2 separate regions of the Oryzias latipes genome follow, and region 2 is linked to region 1. Evidence: chromatin contacts called from public Hi-C data. All regions are on one chromosome and are shown on one strand. The core of a region is the stretch at or near the end of the contact, and the rest is flanking DNA. Distances in the headings are between cores, read along the strand shown. Region 1 holds the start of LOC101159377 (zinc finger matrin-type protein 4). Region 2 holds the start of LOC101160095 (lysyl oxidase homolog 4-like).

Evidence for each region. Hi-C and Micro-C count contacts between places; a contact is called where the count stands out from the background.
Region 2: a contact with region 1 is called in a Hi-C map of embryo, with 1.8 times the contacts expected there. The contact joins the promoter of LOC101160095 here to the promoter of LOC101159377 in region 1. A contact is called at or near these places in 2 of 5 Hi-C or Micro-C datasets (embryo and fibroblasts).

The regions. Positions count from the first base shown.
Region 1 is chr15:22,598,077-22,600,832 of ASM223467v1, forward strand. LOC101159377 (zinc finger matrin-type protein 4) reads right to left here and starts at 1,307. Exons shown (of 6, transcript XM_023963350.1): 1 at 1,001-1,307.
Region 2 is chr15:22,756,017-22,758,884 of ASM223467v1, forward strand. It overlaps LOC101160095 (lysyl oxidase homolog 4-like), which reads right to left and starts at 1,536. Exons shown (of 15, transcript XM_004077381.4): 1 at 1,468-1,536; 2 at 352-687. The coding sequence starts at 670.

The DNA of each region.
Region 1 (2,756 bases), core at 57-2,556:
GGTGCTCAGATGAAGAAAAACAGAACAGTTTCAGTAAAGAAGAAAATGCAGTTTTTCAAGAAAAAAAGCTGCTCAAGTCTCAGGCGTGAAATGAGAGCTGTACAATAAATCCATCACATGAAATTGTGTGATCAATATGATACATTCTTAATAGAATCTTGCAGAAGATGGTACTGTATAAGTGGGCCGGTCCGGCTTGACAGGCAGGGAAGGGTTTTGAAAAAAACCTTAAGCTGGAACCCTCCTGTAGCAGACACACAGATGAGGCCGACCAACTTCACTCCCAAACTGATTGACACCAGCAGGAGGAAGCCCACGGAATGCATCCAAATGCATTTTTCATTATAATTGGCATGTTTCTCATATTAGATTGAGATAACCAGGGAACCTGTTCAGGATGAATCCTGGGTCTCGCCACATGGCAGCTGGGACAGGCTCCTGCCTACAACCCATAAAGCAGGTATGGCGGATAGACAGATGCCCATCATTTTCATAGCAATTTATGGCGTGGTAAATATAGATCATGAGGACATCATTTCCCATCACATTTAAACCATATCAGAACTCCAGTGATTCAATCATGATAAAACATCATTGCGTGTGGTGTGTTTCTGAACATTATAGTGAAAACAACAACTCATGTTTAGAGGATCAGCATTTCAATCACATTTGCAAAGTCCAGCTGTTCTCCAAAGTAAACTTATTTGCTTTCATAATAGTAAAAGAGGTTAAAATGTTGAATACTGAGGTAATTTTATGAATTTTTAGCAGTTCCCAGCCAGCCAAACTATTAAATAAATAAGTAAATTGCATGCAAATTGTTGAAACCTACACTGACAACTTAACTAAGACACGCAATAAATAATAACAAAATGGAAATCAAAGAGTTATTGGAGTCAGCTGCTGCACTCTGGAAGCCGTTTTCATGGGGAATAAATAACCTACTTTCAACAAGGTCAGCAATTGAATAAAAGTCACTGTTTGTGAGTCCATCACTCACCTTTCGAAGAGGCAGAGACTCCTCTCCACGACACCAGCAACCATCCGCCAACTGCTGTCCTCAAAAATCCTTCCACGCACCTGTTTCGTTACAATCCGCTAAAAGTCTGCGCGTAAACGGCGCCCGCTCCGTTCACCTGGCGCTGCGCTGCGCTCCGGCGCGGATTCCCGCTTCTCCTCCGCTCCGTGGCGTCGCGGCAAAGACGGAGCTCTCTGTTGATATGTCAGCCGCTCAACTCTGAGCGAAAGGCACCGAGGAGGGAAAACCAAAGCAGACACAAAGTGAGCTATTCTTGCGTGAGGGAGGATGGAGCGGGGGGGGGGGGGGGGGGGGGGGGGGAGGAGAGCATCCTTCGTAGGGATAAATGAGGGAGTGTGCGGGGGGGTCCTCACGTGAAATAAATCTCTGAAGGACATAGTTTAAACGTGAAAATACGTAACTTTCTGCACACATGCAGGAAAACAACCCACAAACAGAACATGTCCACCGTGGATTGACACTGACTTTAGTCAAAGCTGAAGAGTTCTCAGAGTTGAGAAGACCAGAAAGAGGTTGTTACTCCTTAGCTGTTCTGCCTCAACTCCACAGATGACACGTCTTGTTAAAAGGGGGGAAGTTCGATGTCAGATTTTAATAGGGAACCACTATTATTACGGTAACATCTCGTGAAAATGAAAAAGTCCTATACACCCCAAGATGCACAGAGTCTCCAGAGATTTAGCTTTTCTCACTTTCATTGCTGTGGGCTTATGTTTCTTGGCATGTCACTGGCTCTGTCTGAAGTTCAGGAAAAACTTAAAAGTCAATAAATTATGTCAGAGTGCTGCTACTGCTTTGTTAAAGATGTCCTATTAGTTGTGACATAGATGTCTGTGTTTTTGTTGAGTCATTTAAATTTAAAGTGATATAAATCTTGACAAAAAGTGCAACACCTCCTTGTAACTGTCCCGCTCTGATCATTTTTGATGTTTTTAAGTGTTCCCAGTGGTCTTTTAATTATGATTATGCCGTTTTTAGCCAAATTAAAAAAAAAAAAAAAGCTGTCATTTTCTAGGACACAGTTTCTGCAGAGTGGCAGAAGTTCATTGGTAATTTGTCTTTGAATTGAAGGCAGAACTGTTGGTGCAGAGTAAGCCCCCCTATTTCCCATTTTCCATCATCCATTTGTTTACATAGACTCCCGCTAGTTTTTAGCGCCTTACAAACCCAGACTTAACATTACCGGTGCAACAAAAATGGCGAGCAATATTGAAGTTATCCAGCCGTACAGTTTTGAGTCAGATGCCAGCTCAAACGTGGAAAACGAAGACATACATGGATGTCATCGTTTACAGGTGAAAGCAGCGGAATGGAGCAAGCAGGGAGCTTGTAGCTTCCATCTAAGCTTTAAGCTTTTGGGGTTCATTGATTGTTGCATATCTACATTAATTTGAATACATTCTCAGAAATGAAAATTTAAGATTAATTTCTATTTTAAATGTCCTCCACCATGAGAAAAATCCACAAAACCATGTTAATAACACCCAAAATACAATTTTCATTGAAGTTGGTCTTTAATTTGATTTGTCAGTCAACATTTTTCGTCTAATTAAATTCATCTTTTAAATTCAATCACAGGATTTCTGTGTTTTTTTGTGGCTTTAGAGGCATACATCTAACCTGATGTTGGTTTTACCCTAATATGGACCATCCATTGCAGTCATGAATCATGTTTTAATGTCTTCCTCTGCAGGAAACCTTTGGTATCCAAAGGACA
Region 2 (2,868 bases), core at 286-2,785, 160 kb after region 1:
TCTTTTCTACAGTGGCTTTTGGAGAGATGCTTTTTTGCAGCTACTGCCCTCAATAGGTGAATTTTGGTATTGTCATAGCCTATTATTTAATTAAATTAAGGACAGAATCAAAGGGACATTTTGATAACTATTCATCTACTTTGGCCAAGTCATCAGGTAATTATTTTTAATTATTTATTTTAATTTTAATTATCTTATTTAAAAAAAAAACAATTTGTTGAAATGGGTAGGAACAAGTTACATTTACTTCTTTAAACATATAAGTAGTTTTTTGTAAAATGTACTGCTACTTTTGGGTGCATGGTCACCCCAGTGCAAGGCGCATGCGTCTTAGACAGATAATACTCTCACCTGTCCCTTCCCCAAACTTGGCGCTGTGGGCCCACGTGACACCTCCCTGGTACCCCAGCTCTCGGCAGACAACATTAGCCAGCTTGATGTCCACTTCATCGTCGCAGACGGTTCCCCAAGTGTTGTTGTGCAGCACCTCCACGCGCCCTTCGTACGGCTCATGCGCGAAATTGCCCGCTAAACGCACCTTTGCAGCTGGGGCGCGAGCCGTCCTGCGCAGAGAGGACACGGCGCGTGGAGGGTCAGCACGTGCCGGGCACGTGAGGGACAGCAGCACGAGGACGGGGAGGCAGAGGCCCAAGCAGAGGATGCGGGTCATCGTAGAGCAGGGAAGTTCTGCAGAAAAAGATATGACTTTTTTTTTCTTGTTTGAACTTATAATCATTTAAGTCAAACAAGAAAATTAATAAAATATTTAAACCTTAAAGATGTTTTGATTTTAATGATAAACCATCATCTAGACAAAAATGAAACAGTCTCCTTCTAAATATGTGTTTGGAAATGAGTTTGCCATAACTCAGCTGTTGACAATACTCCAAAGTGAGAGTTGGAATTTGACATCAGTCGAGGCTTTGATCTGACAGTGCTGCAGCTACACCACATCCCTTTCATTCTTTCCCCTCTTGTCAAACATAGGCATCTAATTACAGACAGAGCAGTAACACTTCAGGGATGCAATATAAGTGAACAAACATCCCTGAAAGCAAACTAACTAGCAAAAATATATAATGCATGTTTCAACAGGTGAATTAAAAAAACTTACAACAGGCTAGAGGACAACAGTTATTTGACATATTTGTTTGTCATTTCATGTTAAAACCTACTACAAACCAGTAAGTCTAAGAAAAAACATACTTTTTTGTATTAGATGATAGAAGATGCAAGTATTTATACATAAATGTCTTTATGCATAATATAGAAAAAGAACAAAAAAAGTATTTTGGAAGTGAAAGGATGTCCACTTTTCTCAAGCATCCTGCTTCCTCCCTAAAAACACCTGCTATTCTTATAATTTCATCTAAATCAGAAGGAAACTGAATAGATTGAATGCATAAAAGGAAATCCCAAAAAACATTTGAAGTCTGAGAAAAGTAAGCAAGGTGAAAATTCCCTCACCTGTCAGGCAGCAATTATTGCAGAAGTGAACGTCAGTTGCAAAGGGAGTATGACTGCGTGGAGCGTGTCTAAAAGCTACTCTTAGTCAATCCTCCCCTCTTCCCTCCTTCTCCATTTATCCCTCCCTGCCTCCTTCATTGCCTCCCTCCTCTTTGTGTCTTTCTTTAGGTTTGGTTGAAATGCTAAAGTGACTTTTGATACAAAAATAATAATCAAACTGTGTGTAAAAAGTCCAAAGGTTGCTTTCCATGAATAGTTTAATGTTTAATTAAGTATAGATGAAATGTTCATTTAAAAAAAAAAGCTGATACTTGTAAATCTTTGAAGATTATTATTCAGAATTTGACCACTATATTTCTAAGTTGATTTTGGAATGTTTTAGCCAAAATCCCAAAAAATTCATAATCTTATGAAACACATTCAATTAAAACGTGTTTTTTTATTCATTTATTCTCACAAAAGTAAGCTACTTCACGCCTCTCTCCCCTGATAGGCTAAAGATGTGTTGCACAACTGTGCCCCTTGGAGCTTTATGCAACTTTAGGGGGAACGTGTGTGTTTGAACGTAACCAACAGGAAGGACTTTGCGTCCAGAATAGTTTTAAACTACAAGTTCCAAGTGTCTTAAAGAAGCTCCCTATACCACAGGGTAGATATTTCCTTAGAGGGACGGCCACAAACCACCAGTTCTAAAATAGGCTTAGCTTTGCAGTAGTCATGGTAAATGTAACTGATGGGAATATATATTACCACCCCTGCTCGGGAGAATGTTACGTGTTGGTGTACAAAATCATTTCAAGAGAAATGGATGAAAGGAAATAAAGATGTTTTGGTCTTCCCAGCAGGTTCCTGACAGAACCTGGTTGTTTTTTTTAGATTTCTACCTAAATGTTGTTTATTTATTCTTTCAGCCATTTTGGGAAGACTTGGGACAAATTTATCTGCACGTGCATTCCTGACCTCAGGGTGTTGTGTATTTTTGTTTTCAAGTAAACTTTGGCGGGTACCTCGTTTTAAAAAGGTGCGTTCACAGACATGAATAATGACAAGCATGAAAAGCCAGATATAGGAGCCTAAAACGTTCACCACGACCATTAAAAACATTAAACCTATGTAGATTTCCATTCCAGGAAGCAATCGAATTATACATTACTAACTGCATGTCTGCATTCATGTGTCCTCATGTGTCTCCTTTGAAGCTGTAATAAAGATGTTGGTGCGACCCAGAGATGGTGTGACTGGGTGGTAAGGTGGTGGTCCCTCCCTAAGTGGTAAACCCGAACAGGAAGAGCAGAGCCCCTATTATCAGCTCCAAATCAGAGGGATCGCCAAGGCCGACAGAGAAAAGGAGAAGAAAGCAAGCTCACTTATATATTCCGATATGCAGATATTCCAAAAATA